6 separate regions of the Mus musculus genome follow, and all the other regions are linked to region 6. The links are chromatin contacts, called in public Hi-C and HiChIP or PLAC-seq maps. All regions are on one chromosome and are shown on one strand. Each heading gives the region's core, a stretch centred on a gene start, on an enhancer-like site or on the middle of the called end of the contact. The rest is flanking DNA. Distances are from core to core; before and after follow the strand shown.

Evidence for each region. A called contact is a pair of places that touch in the nucleus more often than the background predicts. HiChIP or PLAC-seq counts read pairs in DNA pulled down with a chosen protein or histone mark.
Region 1: an H3K4me3 HiChIP or PLAC-seq map of forebrain shows a contact between it and region 6, with 12 times the contacts expected there. The contact joins the enhancer-like site here to the promoter of Akirin2 in region 6. A contact is called at or near these places in 1 of 39 promoter capture datasets (hippocampal neurons) and 7 of 115 datasets of contacts at active chromatin or transcription factors (craniofacial prominence, embryonic forebrain, embryonic midbrain and 4 more).
Region 2: an H3K27ac HiChIP or PLAC-seq map of epiblast stem cells shows a contact between it and region 6, with 4 times the contacts expected there. The contact joins the enhancer-like site here to the promoter of Akirin2 in region 6. A contact is called at or near these places in 4 of 39 promoter capture datasets (the 3T3-L1 cell line, hippocampal neurons and second pharyngeal arch cranial neural crest) and 5 of 115 datasets of contacts at active chromatin or transcription factors (embryonic limb bud, embryonic midbrain, embryonic stem cells and 1 more).
Region 3: a contact with region 6 is called in an H3K27ac HiChIP or PLAC-seq map of the NIH/3T3 cell line, with 4 times the contacts expected there. The contact joins the enhancer-like site here to the promoter of Akirin2 in region 6. A contact is called at or near these places in 4 of 39 promoter capture datasets (the 3T3-L1 cell line, 3T3-L1-derived adipocytes and hippocampal neurons), 2 of 484 Hi-C or Micro-C datasets (bone marrow-derived macrophages and uterus) and 10 of 115 datasets of contacts at active chromatin or transcription factors (the NIH/3T3 cell line, astrocytes, bone marrow-derived macrophages and 6 more).
Region 4: a contact with region 6 is called in an H3K27ac HiChIP or PLAC-seq map of thymic regulatory T cells, with 4 times the contacts expected there. The contact joins the promoter of Mob3b here to the promoter of Akirin2 in region 6. A contact is called at or near these places in 2 of 39 promoter capture datasets (hematopoietic stem and progenitor cells and pre-B cells), 3 of 484 Hi-C or Micro-C datasets (CD4 T cells, embryonic stem cells and pre-B cells), 5 of 115 datasets of contacts at active chromatin or transcription factors (embryonic stem cells, microglia, pancreatic cancer cells and 1 more) and 1 of 9 other capture datasets (liver).
Region 5: a contact with region 6 is called in a Hi-C map of CD8 T cells, with 2.5 times the contacts expected there. The contact joins the enhancer-like site here to the promoter of Akirin2 in region 6. A contact is called at or near these places in 2 of 39 promoter capture datasets (the 3T3-L1 cell line and the C10 cell line) and 1 of 484 Hi-C or Micro-C datasets (CD8 T cells).

What each region holds. Positions count from the first base shown.
Region 1 is chr4:33,661,447-33,665,369 of GRCm38.p6, forward strand. No RefSeq gene overlaps it. Among named protein-coding and RNA genes, the nearest start is that of Gm32955, 61 kb to the left of the region's middle. Within about 2 kb of position 2,230, at least 31 of the 459 cell types and tissues checked have an H3K27ac peak or open chromatin away from gene starts, as enhancers often do. A contact at or near this core is called in embryonic forebrain, forebrain and hippocampal neurons, where this site is marked.
Region 2 is chr4:33,822,758-33,826,189 of GRCm38.p6, forward strand. All of the region lies in intron 3 of Gm33059 (a long non-coding RNA gene), which reads left to right. Among named protein-coding and RNA genes, the nearest start is that of Gm33008, 25 kb to the left of the region's middle. Within about 2 kb of position 1,289, at least 24 of the 459 cell types and tissues checked have an H3K27ac peak or open chromatin away from gene starts, as enhancers often do. A contact at or near this core is called in epiblast stem cells, where this site is marked.
Region 3 is chr4:33,744,580-33,748,030 of GRCm38.p6, forward strand. No RefSeq gene overlaps it. Among named protein-coding and RNA genes, the nearest start is that of Gm33059, 35 kb to the right of the region's middle. Within about 2 kb of position 1,987, at least 17 of the 459 cell types and tissues checked have an H3K27ac peak or open chromatin away from gene starts, as enhancers often do. A contact at or near this core is called in the NIH/3T3 cell line and bone marrow-derived macrophages, where this site is marked.
Region 4 is chr4:35,155,763-35,159,371 of GRCm38.p6, forward strand. It overlaps Mob3b (MOB kinase activator 3B), which reads right to left and starts at 1,722. Exons shown (of 4, transcript NM_178061.5): 1 at 1,490-1,722.
Region 5 is chr4:33,986,964-33,990,727 of GRCm38.p6, forward strand. No RefSeq gene overlaps it. Among named protein-coding and RNA genes, the nearest start is that of Spaca1, 61 kb to the right of the region's middle. Within about 2 kb of position 1,953, at least 29 of the 459 cell types and tissues checked have an H3K27ac peak or open chromatin away from gene starts, as enhancers often do. A contact at or near this core is called in CD8 T cells, where this site is marked.
Region 6 is chr4:34,548,436-34,552,315 of GRCm38.p6, forward strand. Akirin2 (akirin 2) reads left to right here and starts at 2,180. Exons shown (of 5, transcript NM_001007589.3): 1 at 2,180-2,838. The coding sequence starts at 2,610.

The sequences.
Region 1 (3,923 bases), core at 980-3,479, 890 kb before region 6:
CCCTGGCCCCCCTCTGGTAGTGTTTGGTTCTATCTGGAAACAACCTAGATGTTCCTCAACTGAAAAATGGATAAAGAAAATGCTGTGCATTTACACAATGGAGTATTACTCAGCTGTTAAAAAAAATAACATCATGAAAAATTCAGGCAAAATGGATAGAACTAGAAAAAAAATCATCCTGAGTGAGGCAACTTAGACCCAGAACAGAAGACAAACATACTCTGGTCTCACTCGTAAGTGGACACTAGCTGCAAAGTTAATGACAACTATGCAACAATCCACAGACCAGAGAGGTAACAAGGGGGTCTCAATGGGGATAGGGCGGAGACATACATCTCCCTGGGAAGGGGAAGTAGAGTAAATGTCACCCGTGGACTGGGGTGTGTGGGAACAGGAACAGAGGGGTCAGGTGGGGAGATAGAGGGAGAGAATCCTGGAAGAGATGATTGGAATTGGGGGCCAATTTGGGGGTAAGGTAGCAATCTAATGCAATGGAAATTCCTAGGAATCTAAGAGGGTGACCCCCTAAGTAAGACTCCTAGTAACAGGGGATATGGAACCAGAACTGGCTGTTGCATTCTGTCTAAGCTCCACCCCACAGTTACCCTGCAACAGCCAGATAAACTCCACCCCACAGTTACCTGGCAACAGCTAGATAGGCTTGACCCACTATAAAAGGTGCTCTCTCTCTCTCTCTCTCTCTCTTGTTCCTTTCTTGCTCTTCCCTTCTTGCTTCCGCTCTGTCCCCTCACCCCTTCCCCATTCCCTTTCCCCCTCTCTCCGGCTCGTGGATGGCCTCTACCTCTCTCTCTCTCTCTCTCTCTCTCTCTCTCTCTCTCTCTCTCTCTCTGCCTTTCTCTGCCTCTGCTACTCTCTTAACTCCCCTCCCCATGCCCTGAATAAATTCTATTCTATACTATACTTCTATACTGTATCATCATGTGGCTGGTCCCTCAGGGGGAAGGGATGCCTCAGCATGGGCCCGCTGAGACACCCCCTTGCCCCACACCTCCATAGGACATATCCCCTCCTCTCTTTATCTTTTTATAAACACAACACTGGCCATCTTCTGTATCCAGGCAAGGCTTTCAGGGGAGGAACTGGGACACCAACCCAGTCACAAAACCTTTGACCTACAATTTGTCCCGTCTGCAAGACCAGTTGGGGTAAAGGTGGCACAGAACTTGTGGGAGTGGCCCACCAATGACTGGTCCAGCTTGAGACCCATGCCATGAGAGGGGGCCCATGCCTGGCACTGCCTGGAGGGCCAGGAACCTGATGCTGAATAGCCCAGAGACCTAGCTAAGAATTCTTATCCCCCATGGATTCCTGTGTCTGTGCCACCATCCACGGTGAAGTCGTTGCCACAGGTAAATATCCAGAATTGAAAGGCCCTCCCCTTCTCAGTTCAGTGATAAGCAGTTAACACTCCTATTTGCCTCTTTCCAGGTTTCCTTTGCTTTCTTGTTCATTTGCCCAAATGTTTTCCATTTGCTTGGTTCATTGACTGTGTTTTCGTGTTCCTGCCAGTTTGATGGTACTGGCTACTCAAGCACCATGCAGCAGCTTTTCCAGGAAGACCTAGAGGAGCTTAGTCCTGGGTGGCAGACAGGTCCCTGCTACTCTACTGGCTGTGAGAGGAGGGTGAGGTGCTGAGTATTTCTCAGCAGTCAGGAGAATGCAGATGGCGCCTTCACTCAGTAGGAGGATGCAGATGGAAGGCAGAGCGGAGATTGTCGGAGATTGTCGCTGTTCCCCTTGCTCTCAGTCACACGTATGCACGCTTCGCCGTTATTAGATGTTCGAGTGCAAGCACACCCCTCCCAGACACGCCTATGTCTCTGTAAACTGCACAACGATCTTCCTGCATTTCTCTGGCAAAGGAAGAAGCAAAAGATGAACTCATTCTCCTCCTCTTTAAAATAGAAAATATCCACATTGATTTCCTCTGACCACAATGTGTGTGTGTGTGTGTGTGTGTGTGTATGTGTGAGATCACTGCAGAAAAAAAAAATCCAACAAAACAAAACAAAACAAAAAAAGGAGTGAAAGCCTGTTTTCTTTCTCCCTCTCTTCCACATCAGAGCACCGTCTTATAGATTTTGTTATACATTCCCCAGAAGTTTTCTGTTTGTACACAAAAGGATACTTGCCTTCATGTTTAAGACTCCAGGCTAATGCACTTGACTGGTGTGAAGACAGGGTTAATGGAGGCTGCTTTCTTCCTCTTGGCAGCTCCAGGTTTGCTGCTGTGATGGGTGAAGTAAGAAGCAGCTAGTCAGAGAAGCTGCAGCAGCTTTAAACAACAGAGTGTGTGAAAGCCAGGAGAGGCACTGTAAAATGACTGGGGAGGGGGGAGGGGTGTGCACGCTCGTGTTTACAGACATGGAGTGCTTTCATGGCTCCACCCTGACAGTGGGTGGCAAGGCCAGGGTGTGTAGGAACATGAACATCCCTTTGTCTGCAGGCCTGGCCTCCACACCTTACAAGAAGAGCCCCAGCTCTTTCTAGCTGCCTTCTTGCTAAAAGGTCATTTTGTCTCGTTTCTCTTATGGCCATTCTGGTCCCCCTGACATGCTGGTCTCAGCTTTGATCTACAAGCCCAGGGCTCTGCAGGGAGCCCAGGCATTGGTAGTGAATACTTACTTGTGTCAGGACTGTCTGGTTAAGCAGAGCGCTGGCAGAACTGTTGGTGTCAGCATGCCACTTTGGGCAATCTCCACTGAAGATTGCTCAAGGAGTGGGCTCCCAATTCTGTGCATTTCCCGAACATTCTTGGCTGGCAGCAAATGTCTTGGTAATGGGAAGAGCCCACAGCAATCAGAAGCCGAGAGCTGATTGCTCTTTAAGCCAGTCTGTCCTAACATTAGCAGCAACCAGGGGCCTGCTTGACTAAGAATGCAGACCTCGAATAATGCGCGAGACTTAGCCCTCACGTATGTATCAGAGGAAGATGGGTTCTGCAGGATTCACCTATAAGAGCAGAACGGGGCATCTCAGATGCATCTGTAGGGGTCAACTCAGAGATTGCATCCTCCGTTACTGCCACACCGATCTCAGAGCTGGCCTCTCTGCTCAGTTATGCTCATTCTTAATGTGAATAATAATTAAGTGTTGATTCTGTGTGGGGTGGCGCCTGGATCCCAGCCTTCCTTCCATCTGGTAAGCCTCACTCTGAGCCCCAGCTTTTGTTGACCGTGGAAGGAAAAGAAGCCTCCTGAGTGTCAGTTACTCCTCCTCTCTGCCTGAGCAAGGTCTTGGACCCCACAGGCTTCAAGAATATGGCTGGACAAAGGGGAAAGAAATCATATTGTCCATATTTGAGCCAGCAGCCACAGGCTCGGGGCCAAGTGCAGCTTTTCCTAGACATGGAGGAACATCTTTCTGCACTACAACCAACCCAGTGTAGTGCTTGCAATCCAGGAAAATGTACAGGGGTACACACTGCAGTAATTCCGTGCTTTTCTTACTTCCTGTCGTTAATTTGGGATGAACTCACATATTTATTCCAGGAACATTGAATTTTGTGCCAGAGAGTTAGCGGAGGCCTGGGAGCAGCGCAGTCAGGATGTTTTGCTCACAGTTGGTACTGAGGAGTGACGGAGGTGATGGGTGGGACCTAGAGGTGTAGCAGAGGAACCTACATTCAGCCAGTGGGTGTGATAGGGAGCCTGGGGCAGAGCTAGAGATTACAGATGTGGTCAAGCCTTTAAGGGACTCACTCATGGTTTCCTGATCTATTTAACAAATATTACAGAATGGAGATTTCATTTTCTCTGAGATGTTGGGCCAGGATGGTGCCCACATCCTAATCTGCAGAACCTGTAAAGAGTTCTTTATGTGACCGAGATGTGATGGAGTTAGGATTCTTCAGAGGGGGAGTTTATCGGGTGGACCCTAAATATCATGGTTTGCATCCAAGA
Region 2 (3,432 bases), core at 39-2,538, 730 kb before region 6:
TCACATGTTCTCTCAAGCATCCACTCTAACAAAACAAACACCACATGCCCTTTTGCCAGGCAGCTTCCAGAAAAACACACGTCTCTTCAGAGCAAGGCATCCTCCCACGTGTCTGCTTCAGCAAAAACATCCCCTCATGAGACAGTGTCCAGAGAAACATCACATGACACAACTGAGTCTCCAATAAATCAGAAATTCCCACTTCAGATACAATTTTGCATTGGGCTGCATTCATGGTGGGTCACAGATTAGACATGCTTGCAAATGAAGTGGTATTTATAATCGGGGTTCAGGTCACCTCCTGAGTCAAGAGCAATCTCTGTAAGCCAAGAAAATAAACTATTCAGAGATGCTGTCTTCATTTAAAAGGCTTACCTCAAGGTGTGTCATTGGGAATATACTTATTTTTTAATTGGTATCTACATAATTGTTCACTATGATATTTTCTTCAAACCTCTGTACCAGATATACCTTATATCAATCCTGTAACTAAACAGAATGTCTGACATTTCACTGTGGCTCCACCTCCAAGAAACTCTGCAACATTTCTGCAATTAGTGTGAGATACTCAAAACTCCAACCACTGGAACAATAGAAGAAAACGAAAATCAGTTGTATTGAGCAAGGGATAAAACCAAGAAGACCTTGGCTGGTTGATACTGGGTGACAGGATTGTATGTGGCAGCTGCACTATTTGATCCATCGTGAGATCATGAGCAGGTTACAGGAAAGACCTTGTGTTCTTTCAGAAGCCATTTAGCAAGAAGTAGAGAGGAATGGAGTTGGACTATGACAAGATAATAGATTTCTCTGTCAGGAAGAAAAAAAAAGTATATGCAGTCATTACTTCAAGGAACAAAGAATGAAAAGAAGACCTTTGTTCTGGAAAGCATTTGTAAGAACTGCGTTAATCCTTAAGCAAAAAGCCATGTGTGAGACTATCTGAAACATGGTCTGACTCCAACTCTAAAGTAACTCTGTTATGTGATATGTATAAGATCTGCTCCCACAGTTCCCACTAACTGCTAGAAACTGGTCAGTTGGAAAACAGCAAAGTTGTATTTTAGAGAAAATAAAACACTTAACAAGGAGAGTTCTCACAACGTCCATAAAAGCATGAACCTCACAGAGACATCTTTGTGTTGGAAAAAAGAAAAAAAAAAACCTGGCCTTGAAGAACATCGGGATAGAAAGAGGGTAAGGAAGGAGGCAGACAGTTCACAGGGGACAACAATGTGCAGACATCTGCAACTGTATTCAACCCTGACAATGCACATATGCACAACAAAAGAAACAACAGTTACTCCCCAGATGCTCTGCGGGAACAGGAAGGCAGCAGCCTCTGGAACAATAGCTGCAAGTGTGACTGGTCAGTTTCCTGTGACAGGTTGTTAATTTGCCACCTGAGAATTCCTCACAGTCTCTGCCTCTCGTTCCCTTCTTGGCAGTGGAGAGTCTAAGTCGATTCAGGGTGATTCACCAAAGAGGTGATTTAGTGTCAAGACACACGTGGGGTCAAGGCTCCTGCTTCAGAGTTTGCCACTCTTCCCATTGCGTGGTGACAGGAGAAAGCAGTTATCTTATAGTACAAGCAGATACTATGAAAGCAATTGATTTGACCCCTGCAGGAAGGAGAACTCTTCCTTCTCCTTAAAAAGTACATATTTTTAAGGGGGACATTGAAGGAGCAAATCTTAGGGCAGAAAACAGGTAAGAGAAAAATTGGAGGAGAGGTCTGATGCTATTTCACATCACCTCTCATGCAAGCCCCATTATCCCTGTACACATAGTATTTAATTTTCAAAGATAACTATTACAACATACAGTGACATACAAGGGCTGGATGGTGTCAGATATCTTTGTGTGATTCTAAAATTTCATTTCTGCTATTTGGTAAATATTTCAGCTATCATAGTCACCAGAACAGAGCAACATATGTTGTGCCTTAATATCCAAATGCACACGATTCAGGAAGATTGCTACCAGGTTCGCTCTGATCATTTTTCTTTGATTTGATAACCTTTCTTGATGCATTTTTAAAAAATGTTTTCCCCTTTGGGTGCTGCCTTTCTAAATATCCATGTTATAACCGCTTCCAGAACTCACTGATTGTGCGTGACAGAAAGGACCTTAAAGGAGATTATGCATAGCTCTGATCTAGCCCAGGGCACACAAATCAAAGTTCCCTCTGTAGACAAGACACAGTGAAATTGAAAGTAACTACACTTTATATGGAAATTAACTGCTTCTAGAATGCACAATAGCTAAGCATATATCAAACCAAAGACAATGAACATATGAAATATATTTCTACATTTAGGCTGCTCTCCTCACTCTTTCTTCATATGTGTGTCTATACATACATGTCTGCTTGTATACATGTACATGTATATATGTATATATTTCTCAGTGTTTTCTCCTGCATATAAAAATTAAGCTTATTTTTAAAGCATTATTTTGTGTATAGTTGGTATAGTTAAAAGAATTCAGAAAATTTCCTTTTAAAATATTTCACTGAAACATTAAAAATAATTAGGACCTGAAGCACTGATTCAAAACACATTGTGTTCCAAATGCCTTTTGATGAAATAATTTTTTTTTTTGAGACATGGCTTCTATAGCCCAAGTTGGTCTCCATCTCTCGATGGGTGATCTTTCTGCCTAAGTCTCTCAAATGCTGGAATTGCAAGCATGAGCCACCATGCCCAGTTCTTTTTAATACCATGGCTCTTCTTTCTTTACTCAGGCTTGAAAGACTATTCCCATCTACTGTGCAATTATATATGGCTATAGCTTTGCTCATTTTCACAGGGTTTCAACATTTCTCTTTAAGCACCAGATCCCTTGATCTGTGCCTCATTTTTAACTCCTTTGTTAGATGGGTCCCCAAGATTGTGGCTATGTTCATGGACATCTTTATTTTGGTTGAGAGCAACAACAGGGAAAGACTCCAAACACCCAAGGGACCAGCAAAGACAACATGCTTGGACTTCAGGGAGGGAGTCAGAGGGTTAGTCTCTGTTTGAAGTGCACACACTTGCACAGGGGGAGGTGGTAAGTTTGCAATACCTCATCAGAAGTCTGACATAAGCACACCTCAGTTTAATTCTCTAGATCTGGTTTTTGGTTTTTTCTTTTTCATTGCTTGAGAAAGAATATGAGTCTTTACATTCCTATGATTTTCCTGCTTGTCCCTGACCATGCACTTGGACACATTATCATTTGCTTTGTCTCTCATCTCTTTTTTATTCTTCCCCCTTCCCATCTCCAGCTAATCTCGATCTTAGCATGTGTAACCTGAGCCCTCCGATGGTATCAGTCTGAAAGATCTACAGGACTGCTTTGTGTAGGTCTCCTTTTAAGCTCTGGATTAATTATGCTGTAACTCTTTCTATTTCTTTGTCCACTCAACACTGCTTTCAACTTCCTGTC
Region 3 (3,451 bases), core at 737-3,236, 800 kb before region 6:
TTTTTTTCTTCTTTTCCTTCTTCTATTTTTTTTCCTCAAGAATAAATTTCAACACTCTACCCATCTTCACTCCCAGGCCCACCTCCTCCCACCCGATCTCTTGTACCACAAGCAAGGAACTAGACAGGTCAACCCTCCTCTTAGTACTTTCAAACAAATGTTAGTTTATTTTGGAGAAGTTCTCCTCATGTAGCCCAGAGTGGCCTCACATTTGTGGTCCTTTTTTCTCAGCTTCCTGGGTACTAATATTACAAGTATGTGCCAGCACGCTTGCAAGGACAAGGTTTCTTCAGTGAGCAGGATCTCAGAGCCAAAGATAATGACTTCCTAATTTTTTTCTTTTGGCTGTTGTTCCAGTTGAAGGATGTCTTCAGTATCAGGCCATCTTTTCTGTCTTCTTTTCACTCTGCTCCTTCCCTTCTGAGGATTCAGGACCTGGATATTGCTCCTGATTGCTGTTAGTTAGGGGGAATGGGAGGAAGAAACACTCCTCCAGTCCTAAGTACTTTGTCTGGGAGAGAGCTGGGCTAATGACACTTTTTGAGACTTGAGATTGTGCGCCTGAAATTGAATGTGTGCAGTGTGACATAGCTCACAGGACTCTTTGACCAGTCTCTCAAAATTGCAAGGCCATTTGGGACGTTCTGTGAGTAAGGCACATTTCTGCCTTCTTCGGTAATGTTAATGTCTTCTTCATTTCTTTCAACACTCCCATCTCTGTCCTATGTCCACCCCTGACTTGTTTCATCAAATGTTCCTCTTTTTATCCATTGTACACTCACCCTCCTATCTTATGTAGAAAGCAGAAGTCCTCACCTCCCAGCTAACAAACCAACAAGCCCTGCCTCATCTACTCCACTTGCTTCATTTTCTTAGCCAGATCTTTTCTTTCCACACAGGCTCTCAGACTTTTCTGTACCTTCTTGACCCAACGAACTCTCCAGCCATTTCTAATTATTCTCTGTTCTTCACCATTCCCCAGAATGGAGCTTTCTAAGTTTCAAGCATCCATCCCAGAAGTGATCCCAGGGAACCTTTGTCACACTCCCCACTGGATCTGTTTGCAGCTTAGGAGACCCCTCTTAAGTCACTCTCAGCATCTGGGAAGTTGTGGGCTCTGGTGATCCTCCTGATCCTCTTTCTCAGAGCTTTTTGCCCTCTTTAGATGGCTCTGGGAATTGGCTTAACTTTTAAATGGGCCAAACCTCTGCAGCAAAATGATGCAGAAACTGATCCAGACTGGACTGGCACTCTCTGAGTCAGACCTTCTATATAGTTTTAGTGTTTAGAACCCTAAAGTCAGAGCCGAATGGCACTCACAAGAAGCTAAACATTCCTTTTCTCTTCTGGGGAAACATTTTTAGAGCCCCAGAGAATACCTTTGTGACCAGCCATAAGAAGAGGATCAGATTTTCACATGAGGAAGTTGTTGCCATAGTTTAACACTTACCGAAACTAGATTAAGTCGTTGGAAGAGTTTTAAAGTGTACCACTACCGAAAAAGTTTCTAGATTTCTTTGAGCAAAATAGTGGTAGAAAAATAAACGTTGAATACCCAAACACTTTTATTGGAAACTGGGGAAAAGTAAGTAGGTATTTGTTATATGTAGCAGAAATTGACTCAGCTGTTTTCTACAAGAGAGCAGATCTCAGACAGTGAATTTGAATCTCTACCTAAGGAGACATCAAAGACAACTGGTCTGTAAGTTCTGTTCCATATAAAGCATAGAAGATGATTTTGTCTATGGAAGAGGAGGAAGCAATATGGCTACAGAGGCAGAGATTTTAGTGTCTGTACAGATGCAGCCAAGGAAGGCCAGCAGCCTCTAGAAGCTGGAAGACGGAAGGGATGGATTTCCCTGCAAGCCTCCAGAGGGATAAGCCTTGCTAATGCTTTGATTTCTGGCCTCTCACACTAGAAGAGAATCAATTCTGTTGCTTTAAACAACACTGTTTCTTTGCTTTCATTTCCAGTGGGCAGCCCCAGGAGAGGAAATGAATCATGGCTTCCCCAGAGCCAGCAAGAAAACTCAGTACTAAGCATTTGTCCTCCAAAGACAAATCCCAAATACTTTCTGCTCCTTCTCCATACCTTTTGTCTGTCAGTGGTGGCCACCTCTTCCATCTTTGCCCTCAGCACTTTGGATGCAGGTACTGCATCTATATCCATCACCTAGATATCTTCAGGAAAGAGAAGAATCAACTTAAAGGAAGAGAACTTCCCTCTAGTCTCAGAGGTTTCTATCCATGGTTATGTGGCTCCATTGATTTTAGGCATGTGGCAAAGAAGAAACACCATAACAGAAGGACACAGTAAAGAAGGGCACAGCAAAGGGAAGCTGTTCACCTTGTGCAGACAGGAAGGAGGGACGGAGGAGTAGGAAGAGGGGGGGGGAGGGGCTGGGGTAGACCCCTAGTAGCCTTCTTCTAATCATCCTCTGCCTTCTAGTAGACCATTCAGTTGTAAACTCATCAATGGATCAATTCACTGATGAAGTTATCGCCTTCACGATCCAATCACCTCTGAATAGGACTGCCAGCTGAGGACCAAGGCTTTAACACTAGTCTTGGGGGGGGGGGGCTGTCCTCATTCAAAACCGTAATACATGGTCCTGCACTTTCTGGCCTCCCTTTTATTTTTTCCTTCTCAGTATCCTGGTATTTTATCCTCCACTAACTAGCTCATTAGCTCTGGGGTCCTGGCAGGGCTTGGCTCCTGTGTCTTCTTCTTATTTTTCCTTCTCTTGCTCTGTAGACTTTGAAATATCTGTCTATTTCCATTGGCTCAGTATAAAACCATGGACTCCCAAATTTATACTGCCAGCTCAGATTTCTTTTTTAAGCCTCAGATCTATATTTACAGCTGCTTGCTTTATATTTTTTACTTGGATGTCTCATACTTGTCAAACTTAGCATGTTCCCTCCCCACTCTCACCCCGTGGCCCCTCATCTAGTGTCTCTTACCCTGCCTTGTAAATATACTCTTCCTTCCTTGGTTGTTCTTCTATGAGTTTCCCTGAATCATGCCTTCCTTTCATAATCAACTTCAATCCATTTCCAAAGCTCAGCCCTCCCGCCTATCAAATGTATCACACTGGCGCTCTTTTCTCTGGGCTCACAGCCATCATCCTGGTCTGAATTATGATCATCGCTCCCATGGGCTTCAGCAGCAGCTTCCTGTTTCCTCTCCTTCACTCCTTGTTCTATCCTTTTAATCCGAGTTGGGGGTTGGCATTATTAAGTCCTCAGACTCAACCATGAGACTTCTTACTTTCAATTGCAACATTCTAAAATAAAAATCAAAAGTCTTTAAAGCCCCGAAACTGTTGTGTGGGTCTCATTGCTGTTCGGAGATAAAGGACTTAGTTTGTAAACTGTCAGGAACATGGCTAACTGCCACTGCTCAGTTGGAAGTTCCTTTCAAGGCTTATGTTTCTCAGCATAATAGTTC
Region 4 (3,609 bases), core at 472-2,971, 610 kb after region 6:
GATGAAAACCAAAACAGTGCTCTGGCCGCATCTGCCATTTGGACTGCGTAGTCATGGCTTGCTTTTTCTGCATCGCGGCGAAAAATTTGGGTCTTAAACTTGGAGCCTTAGGTGAAGTCAGAAGCCCACGAACATTTCACAGCGAATCACGACACCACCATTTCCAGGCAAAGTCTTTAGCCTTCCCAGGTTAGCTTTAGTCTCCACTCTTTTGTGGTCAATGGCCTGCCTGCCCTTAAAATTTTGCCACCCCTGAACTTTCCGTAGAGATGAGGTGCCCTGTCTCCGGCCATCGCCCGGGTTGTGGGCCCTCCATATGCGTTTAGCTCGCCTCTGAAAGTCCTTTGGACCCTCTCGCAGATCTCCTAGCTTTCGAGAACTTTGCCTCCAATCTCTCGTTTCAGATTCGCTGGGGATAAGATCTGAGAAATGCGCCCTGGGCCACAAGCAGCCTAGGAGGCGGGCTCAGGAACAACTTTCCCTCCGCCCTCTAACCACAAGCCCCGGGTGGGGCGGCCTAGCCAGGTCCCGAACTCTGTCCTTCCCCAGCGGGGATCCCGGACTCGAGCCTGCGCAAAGGCCAGCGTGAAAGGCCCCGCGAGCGGCGAAAGGGACTTCCTTCCCCGCTGGAGCCCCACCAGATGTTAAGAGGCGCAACAATAGTGGAACCGCAGAGAAACAAAAGGCCATTCACTGGGTTACAGGAGAATGGCTCTGTCGCCCCGTCTCTGCGGGGAAGACTTGCAGAGGGTCTGAAAGGGGGCTGGAAGAAATCTGAGTGGTCTAGAGCCTCTGCCACGCTCCAGGAGGCGGGAACCGCTCTTTACCATTAACAACCCCATCCTGGGGGTCCAGTGGTGGGGAGGAGAAATGAAGGGAAAGTTTAGTTTTCACCTTCTCCGGTGCAGAAAAGGGAGGAGCAACGATCCCAGATGTTTGACAGTTGTTGGTCCAAAAGTTGAGCAAAATTTACTTATTCTTAATACCTCCCTTGATGAGGCATAGGTAGCCAGGGAGGACAAATCGAGACTGCGCTGTAGCCCTCCCTACACAGCCCCACGCCGAGCCTGCTCTGGGATCCAGGAGCGTTGCCCTGTTTAGATGCACTTTGTAAAAGTTTCTCTTCCCGCCGCTTCAGGCCGACGCGCACCCCACCCGCATCTGAGATTCAGAATGGGTCCCGGGTGAGATCTGCACCCTTTAGGGGGAGGGAGGGGGTGTATTTCAGATCAAAGCCACAGACCCCCTGGGTGGGAACTGGACTCACATTCCAGCCCGGGAAGTGCGTACCCGGAGGCAGAGGAAAGCCAAGAAGCCCGTACTGCCTAAACCAGACTCCAACCCCGGAAGCTCGCGGAGGAGGGGTGAGGACTGGGGTCCGCACGACTGATCCTCCCTAGGTGTGCCCCGCACCTCGGCCCTCCAGGACACAATCCGAAGCGGGAAGCTGCGACTGCGCCTCCACACCACTCTTGGAAGGATCTCTTACCGTGGGGTTTTAACCTTCTGCCTAGGGCCCTGCTGGTTTCCTTCACGCCGGCAGCAGTTTCTGGAGCCGGAGAAAAAGAGTGAGCTCCTCCAGCCAGAGCAGCGATGCTTGCAGATTCACGCGAGGGGTTTCTGACCAGCACGCGTGACTCCAGATGCAGCGACCACGGCTCTGGTGCGGCCCCCACATGCACCCAGCGCGCCGCGCAGCTCGCCCGGGCGCCACTGCAACTCACCGGCTCAGAGCGGAGTCCCCTGGTGGCCTTCTCTGGAAAGGCAGCTACGCGGGGGCAAGAGGAGTCCTGTTGCCCTTAGGATCCTCTAATCTCCACAAGAGCCTGAGACAATGAGCAGTCTAAGTCTCTCAACTTTGGTCCGCTGCCCAATGTAGGTAGAAAGATGTCAGAGTAGAAAAGATGCTGCTGTCCTGGTTGGTCTTTGTCAACTTGACACAACCTTGATATATTTAGGAGGGAATTTTGACTTAAAAAAAAAACCCCTCATAAAATACCCTATTAATAAGTCTGTCCAGCATTTTCTTGATTAATGACTGTGGGTTGTGCCAGCGTTGGGCAGGTAGTGCTGGTGGGTATAAGAAAGCGCCTCGCGTGGATCTACAAGCATCGCTGCTCCGGCTGGAGGAGCTTACTCTTTATCTCCTGTCCCAGAAGCTGTTGCCTGTGAGAAGGAAGCCAGCAGGGCCCTAGGTGGAAGGTTAAAATCCCATGAGAAGCAAGCCAGCGAGCAGCATTCCTCCATGGCGTCTGCTTCAGTTCCTGATTCCAGGTAACTGCCTTGAGTTCCTGTTCTTACTTCCCTTTGCGGCGGACTGTGCATAAACCACATAAGCCCTTGCCTCCTCCAGTTGCTTCTGGTCATGCTGTTTTATCACAGCCATAGACACCCCAACTGAAGTCCACAAGAGCTTTTTCCAAGGCATCCAGAAAGGGCCAAATGACTTACGCTTCTCCAAAATGTTCTGCCAGCTGTAAAATGCCGTGGACTGCCTGAAACACCTTGGAAAGCAGCATTAAACCATGACAAAAATGCGTGGAAGTCGTAACTACCTCGCCGGGTGATTATGAGTAAACCAATTATGAGACGTACTCTTAGTTCTTGGGAGGAGTCTTCAAACATGAACTGAAAGAAAAAAAAATGAGGTGGATGTGTCAACCTGCTTTTATTCTCCTATAAACATCTTGATGTGTGCCGGCTGGGTAGTATCAAATGACTTGATTAGCGATCACATTCCGTAACTTCTGCTACACGTTTGAAAGAATGAAAGTAAATTAGGTGAAATTTAGGAGATATATTTCCATACTCGACTCCTGTTAGCCTTTCCATCACAAAAGTCTCTCTATATGTGGTGCCTTACTTGGCTCACACAAATGCTTGGAAAACTCCTGCTACGGGGCCTTAGCACTTGCTATGCTCCCTGCCTGGGACAGTCTTCTTAACTGTTCAGTCACATCATGGCTCAGAGACTACCCTTTTCCCTCCATTTCTTTCCTCAGAGGCCTCCCTTTCAACCCCATTCATCCCCCCCAAGACATCCCTTCTCAGATACCCCACTCCAGTTTTCTCTATGAAATGTATCACCATAAGACACACACACACACACACACACACAAATACTGCTTTTTGCTCACTCCCTATATTAGTGTTCTATGGGGGAAATAGCCAAACTTAAAGTTAAAACAGCTGAAGACAAAATGAGCAGAGCTGGAGAGGTGGTATAATAGTTAAGAGCACTTGCTGCTTTTCCAGAGGATCCTAAGTTGGTTCCATTATCCGCTGCCAGCAGCTCGCAGTCACCCATAACTCTAGTTTCAGCAGATCAAACATCCCTCGTCTCCTCCACAGGCACCTGAATGCACACGGTGCACATAAACGCATGTGGGCACATGAACACTCATAATAAATTAAACACAATAAAACAAAAAAACCCCAGTATAATCTTATGTGATGGCCATGGTCCAGCCAGGTTTCTCTCTCCATGTGAAGGTCAGCTATTTAGCAAACTCAGTACCATCTGCAACTGAATTCCCCTTTAGCATGTAATATGATCTAGTCACAGGTTATAAACATATACTATGTAATTAGTGGGCACTCTTGTGTCTA
Region 5 (3,764 bases), core at 703-3,202, 560 kb before region 6:
TTTTATAATATGGTTCATTATTCCTGATTCAAAGGACAATTTGTAGTCACATGAACCCCTCACATGGCTTCCCCTACCACTGTTACACAAGTGGCACTGTTGCCTGCCTTGCCCAGGTCGTTCTCCTGAGCCAATGGCACAGCTCTGCCTAGTTATGCTACAAGTATTTCAAATCTAACATGAAAATTGATAATCATTAATATCTGTTAATCATGTTACCAGGAAAATCAGTGCTCCCCCTTTGAGTTCATAGTCTCAATAATAAAAAAACATTTTTTAAAATGGACTTTAGAAGAATGTTGAGAACCATTTTACTAGACGTTGCATAAAAACAACAGAGAAGACACCCTGTAAATCTTGGTAGCTGCTAGGAGAAAGGAGAGAGATGGAAGCCATGCCTCCCGAGTTAAGGTCCAAGAAAGCTTAGTTTCACAATAGAGGTCAGCAAGAAGCTACATAGCTGGAGGGGAAGATACCTTGAGAGAAAGCCTGAGAAAGCCTGGTGTATAACCTAGGCTTTTTCCATCATGAAAAACCAGGGGCCAGTTCCAAAGCTCTGAACTGGAGGGGACTGGAGTTTCATGCAGGCCCTCACCTGTAGCGGGTGCTCATTCAGGAGAAGAGGGACACCATAAAAATCAGGAGCCCCCTTCTGGGATCCTGGCATCTGCCCAGGACAGAAACAGACATTTCTAGCTTCTGACCAAGAACAGGGATTAGAGTTGTTTGCTTTTAGGGCCCCAACACCTTAAATTGGCTGCTTAGCATCCCTACCGCCTATTCCCATAGGTCACTTACTTCCCTTTGAGTCACTCAGCAAATGGCATCTACAAGAACTTCAGGGAGAAGCTTGGATCAGCATTGCTTTCCACATTTCCTCCAATCAGGTCTCTGAGTTTGCTTCTCTAGTGACACTCCCACCCCACCCATTTCTGTGTCTGTTTCTGTCTCCTGAGTTCATTACTTTTCACATGGATTCCTACAAAAGACTTAATACTATATTTCTTGGTTCTACTCTCTAGTTTAGCTCCATAATCCTTATAAAAACAACTTTAATAAGCAAAACACTGTTGCTACATGACATTCCAATGGCTCCTCTAGGGACTTTTGAGTAAAGTAAAGCTTTAGGATTAAATTTAAATCTCTTTTAAAATCAATGAACTACCTATCTCCATATCCTCATCTCTCACCTTACTTCTTCCATGTTCCAGAATGGTCAGCATTCTCAAATGCATGCTGTCTCTCCTCAGCTTTTCTGTTTCCACTGTTTCCCTAAGAACATCCAATTGACTGTCTTCTGCTTTGGGAACCATTCTTCCTTAAAGCCGCTGGCTCTTCTACACTAGCATATTATGTGCCTTTCATGCGCTAAAGCACCAGGATTTGCTATCACATTATATCCACAGGGTTTATCTATCTCATTACACCCACAATGTCCATTTATACACTTGTCTTTGTTTTCATCTATAGATTATTTTTAATTTTGCAGTCCAGGAAAATAGTAAGCATGGTGCAGGTTAACACACCTACAAGCTCACGGGTAAATGAATGAAGATGAGAAAAAAAATCACTGTGTATGAGGAAATAAAGAGCAAGAAACACACGAATGCTCAGGTATCATTGCAGAAGAGGAGGTGGGAAGATTGTAAGATAAAGAGGCTACAGGAAAGCAATGTCTTCTGTACACAGCAGGGCAGGGGCACATATGAACTCACAGTGAGTGTGACAGCATGCCCAGAAAAATTCAAATCCCCAGTACAAAAGGGGCATAGAGTTCACACCTAGCTGAGGAACTATTGTAACTAACAACTGCTATGAGAACAAGAGTTGGTTCTCTTTAAGGGTTTAGCTTGGGTAGGTTGACCATGCTTCAGTGGAGGACCAGGAGTCAAGCGTGTATGGACAGCATAAGTTGGATTTTATATATACATACACACACAGATATACGTATGTAAGAAGAGAATACAATGTTAGGTAGACAGGAAACAGGATGTGGTTCTGAGAGGAACTGAGAGGAACGTGTAAATGCCATCAAAATACATTGTATGAAGTTCTCAAAAGACTAATAAGATTGCAAAAGAAATAAATGAAATCTTAATGTGACCTTTTAAATTAAATAAAGACAGCTACTTTTTAAACATATGACTCAGATGCTAGAAAGTCTGGAGTCAGTATTTGTCATAATTGCAACCTCTTGTCTTGGAGGAAAGCTTCTAGTCACAAATCCCAGTACCACTGCTGTCATTTCCATCCCCTGTAACCTGTTTTTGAATTCTTTCATAATCACAGTGAGCTGGCTGCTTGGTGTGCTATATGTGACCATAGGAAGCAATGCACTGTGGGCTTTGCAATCAAACAGATCTTGGGATCAAGCTTTGGCCCTGCTGCCACTTCTTTGCCGTGCATTGTTGGATAAGCTATGAATGTCTCTCAACTCCAGTTTCATCATCGGTGAAGCTGGGATGATCACGGGAGTGCTGTGATGAAGATAATCCATGATGCTTTCCTCATCGATGATAGTTTATAGGACAACGGTTATTGTTATTGTTTCTCCCATTGCAAGCACATTGGCAGAAGGGGAGGTGGTACAATAGATAGCAGTAGTAGCATTTACATGTCCAGTATCTTTAAGGAAGTGAAATGCCTACCACATTAGTACTTGTTCACTACATAGCTTTTATTTTGATTAAGAACTCCAGATAGCTGAGTTTTCTTTCACTCTTGTATCATTGTAGTTCTTTAAATTTATCTTTTTTTACGTCTTGTTTCCACTTACCTTGCCTTAGTCTTACAAGTTCTCAGAGTTTCTATACACTGATGTCCCCATTTTAAAGTGATGATGAGGTTGATGACAGTGGTGGTGGTGGTGGTGGTGATAATGATGATGTTGACGATGACTCCTGCCGTCATCATCTTTGTACATAGACAGACACATGGCCCTGTTTTTTTTTCCTTTCACCAGTATAGTTCATTTTCTCATCCATGAGTTGACAATCATTAGTCCTCTCTTCTTAAGTGTTACAAGGATAGTTGAGGGTTAGAAGCTAGGCATTTGGGACAGGAAAGCTCACAGGCAGATGGTGGCATCCAATGACAAAGAGAAAGACTGGTGAGATGCCGATCAACAGGAGCACAAGGAAGCAGAGAGGGTTAGTGAGACTGAACTGAGAATATCAGTATCTTGGGACTGTGGGCATCAGAAATGAGCATGATTCAGGTGACCTAGAATGTGGCATACTGAAGCCATCTTACTAAGTTGCTGTTTGTCTGTGTCTTGATATCTAGTAGTATGCTTAGTATGAAATTGGGTGGTGCAGAGTTTGGCATATGTTTAGATTATAGTATTGCCTTGGTTAATTGTGCACTTGAACTGAATGAAGCTTTCTTGTCTTTTTGATTACTTTAAGTTTGAACTCTGTTTTATCAGCCATTATAACAGTGATGCATGCTTCTTTCTGGTCTCATTTGTTTGAAATACGTTTTTCCGTCCTTTAATCTTTAAGGCGCTGTCCTTTGAAGGTAAAATGAGTTTCTTATAGACCACAACAAGGTGGATTTTGTTCCTTGATTTGTCTAATTAGCTTATGTGTTTAGATTGGGGAGTTGAGACTAGTAATATTTAAATTTGTTATTGAAAGATACAAGTTATTTGCTCTTGGGTTTTTTTTTTTCCTGTTTCTGTTCTTAGTCCTATTTTGTGTTCCAGTAATTAGAGCTTCATTTGGTTTCTTTCTGTGGCCTCTTGACTATCCTTATTTTCCTCT
Region 6 (3,880 bases), core at 930-3,429:
CTCTCTCTCTCTCTCTCTCTCTCTCTCTCTGTGTGTGTGTGTGTGTGTGTGTGTGTGTGTGTGTGTGTGTCTCTCTCTCTGTGTCTCTCTCTCTCTGTGTCTGTCTGTCTGTCTCTCTGTGTGTCTCTGTCTCTCTCTGTCTCTTTCTCTCTGTCTCTCTTTCTCTGTCTCTCTTTCCTGCCTCCAGATCAAGTTATAAGCTCTCACTACTACTACTCCATCCATGCCACGTTTCCTTCCATGATGATAACCCTCTGAAACTATAAGCAAGCCTCCAGTTAAATGCTTTATCTTATATGTATCCTTGATCATAGTGTCTCTTCATAGCCATACAACAGTTAGGAAAAACCAACTAACAAATTTCAAAAATAACAAACAACAAAAGACAAAAGCATAAATGAGCAAACTATGCTAGCTATATCGACATTCCCAGACAATTAGAGTGGCTAACGCTGGTAGTCCTTACTACTGCTCTTTTTCTGACCTCTATACAATTGCTTTTATTTATCCTACTGAATTTCTTGTTTATTTTTAACATTAGCCCACAATGCAATTTGCGTTATGGCCTGCTCATACCTGATTTGTTTCTGTTCATTCCTCCAGGCCGTGTACCCTTTCTCCCCTGGCAGTTACCTTCTGCTTTCATGTCACAAATACTCTATTACCCCTTCCTCCTCTTCCACACAATCTCAATGTCCTGTCTTGTGGCTCCCTTTTACCTTCCGTGCCACCTGTGGTCAAATCTTAGTGGACAAAAGGAGAGGCTGCTGTTTAGTTGCTAGGGTGCTTGATTGACCCCTGGCAATATATAAACGATGTATGATGGCACACGCCAATCATCTTAACCTTAGTTCTCAGGAGGTAGAGGTGGGAGGGTCAAAAGTTCAAGGTCATCTTTGGCTACCCAGTGAATTTGATATCAGATCTTATCTCCAAAGGAAAAAAAAAAGTCAAGAACTTTTCTTATTCTGCTCTTACATAAAGTATGAACGTCCAGTCAGTTTCAGCACAATAACAGATTTCCTGGAGTTTTTATAATTTAATAAACACATCCTTAGTACAAGTCTTAGTTAAGTGACTGTTTCATAGAATGCTGGTCTTTCTCAAAAGATACTTTCTAAGAACTATATTCTAAATTAAAATAAGTGTGACAGAGTTGCTTATACAGTGTGATCAAGAAAGCTGATCTTTGTGGTGGTGAACAATTCTAAACAAATGGATATATAGAGAGGTATTGTCCAAAACAACTATAAAGCAGCCACATATGTTGATTTCTGAGTAAGCAGAAAAGAGTGAGCATTAGGCGTATTAATACTTATAATCTTGGTGGAGAGCTAGCATCCACAGGCAGAAGATATAAAGTATCTACATAAATTACTTCATCAGTGCTGTAGTCGATCCCTATTTTAGATAGTTGATGAAAAAACAAATTTTAGAAATATTTCTTCCCACTTTGCTAATAAAGATGGGTCCTGCTCCCTAGGCATTTATTTGCTTGCCTTTCCCTAGACCCCACCCAGCCTTCCAAACTCAACAAATTTCTGGTGTTGATCGCTCTCTGCTCATAGTAAACAATTGACTTTGTGCTCCTTTTCAGCTATGCAGAATTTAATAAGCAAACAAGTACCTATCTGGGAAGCGCAAAGCACAGACTTCAAAGATCCTGTAATCTGATATTATTACTGTCGTTCTGTCTCGAGGACCCAAATTGGTGTTTTCATTATTTCCTATCTCCTCCATGTGACAGATTTGGTTTTTTGGCGCTCCTGACAGCTAAATTAATCTCTCTCCAAATATTAGACTGGCTCTTTGTTATATCCCGTTTAAGTCACTATGCCAAATCTTCACAGGGTCTCTAAAGTGCTTAGCTTGCTTTTCCAATGGGTTCGCTTCCTCTTCCCCACTGTCTCACAGGCTCTCCTTTCTCTTCCTTAGGTCTTTTTTTTTTTTTTTTTTTTTTAAACTCTCTTACTTATGAGGGGGTATTTAAATTCCAACCCGGAACTTGGGATCGTGCGCCTTGGATGACGGGAGTCGTAGTTTCTGTGACTTCTGGGTAACCGCCTTTCAGGCCGATCCCTGCCCTTCACGAAACCCCACAAATCCCAGAATGCACTCTGGCGGGCCCGCCCCCGGTGCGCAGGCGCCCTGGGGCCGCAGGATTTGAATCGGCGGCGTTGTTATTGACGCCATATTGGGGCCGGCGGCGGGTGGCAGAGTTGTTCCGTGGAGAAGAGAGGGTCGAGTGCATTGCTTAGCTCTGTACGGCCGGGCTACCTCGCAGCTCCCGCGCGTGGCCGCCACTCACGAGCTTCCGTCTGCACCGGCGTGTCGGAGATCGCGTCTGGGTCGCGCCACTGGCCGGGTCCACTTCCGAAGGGAGCGGGTCTCCGCGCAGGAGCCCCGGCGCGCTCAGCCCGAGCGCACGGCGGGGGCGGCCCGGCCTCTCGGGAGCGGCCCCGAGCCGGCGGCGCGACCCTCGCGCCTCGCCCGCCTGCCCTGTCGCGGCTCCGCCGTCCCGGGCCCCACACCCACCGGGCACCTCGGAGGGCCCGTTTGCCCCCGTCCTTCCCGGCCCCGCCCGAGCCGAGCCTCGGCCGCCCGCCACCATGGCGTGCGGAGCCACTCTGAAAAGGACTCTGGATTTCGACCCGCTGCTGAGCCCCGCATCTCCGAAGCGGAGGCGGTGCGCGCCTTTGTCGGCGCCGGCTTCGGCTGCCGCCTCCCCTGCCGCCGCCACCGCCGCCGCCGCCGCCTCGGCCGCGGCCGCCTCGCCGCAGAAGTATCTCCGGATGGAGCCTTCCCCCTTCGGCGACGTCTCTTCCCGGCTCACCACAGGTGGGCCTCGGCCCCGGGGCTGCCGGGGTGGGCTGCGGCCGGGAGCTTGGGTGCGGACACAAAGGGAAGGAAGGGCCTGAACCGAGGTGGGGGTGGTGTCGGCAGGTTGGGTGGGTACGAGTCGGGTTGGCCGGCATTGTGGGGGTCCCTCATTGTGAGGCAGATCATTTGGGGCTAGATCCCTAGAATCGTTTCCTTATGTAGAGCCCCAGCGGAAATGATCAGAGAGGGTGATATTATTCATAAGTCAGGCGAGAGAAGGGTCACATTTCACCCGAATCTCCGGGTCTCTTGGGCTGAATCGATTGGTTGCAGCTATTAACTCAGTGACTGAGTGGTTTGAGGCGAGAAGGCAGCCCCTCCTCCATTTTAGACTTGGCTGGTTTTAGTATAGAAGGGGTGGGGTTTGGAGGGGGATGGATGTCACTGGGGCGAGTTGTAGGCCTGTCATTAATCACCCACAAGAACGCCACTTTGGCTGAGTCAAGACCTGTTTCCCTAGCAGGGTCAACAACAAAGCAAATGTTCTTCCCGAGTACTGTAATGTGATCTCACTATGCGTCCAGTCCTTAAGAGATCCTGAACTTTTAATGAAAAGGAAGGTGTACTTCAAATTGAGACTGACTAGTTTATTTGTAAATGCTTTAGTTATCCCAATGAAGTATGTTGGGAGAAAACAACCTAGCCTCGAGAGTAACGAATAAATCAAGATTCCAGTGGACTTCAGACTTGAAGTCTTGAAACATTTTCTCAAAGTGTCTGCCGGATGGACCTTTGATTGCTTTTGTATACTAAATGTGTACCTAGGGATTTTTTTTCCCCCTCTGCATTTGGAAATCTTTGTGTGCCTTCGGCACAATCTTAGGGTAAACTTTAATGGACTTGAAGTGTAAGTCTGTTTCTTTTGTGTGTGGCATGCAAGAGTGTGTGAGCCTGTGTGTGTAAGCCCTTAGTGATATCATCCTTAAAGCCTTTGCTTAGCTTAAATTTTTTTTTTCTCAGTAATTCATTTTAAAAAGATGGGAACTATAGAGTTCTGTAT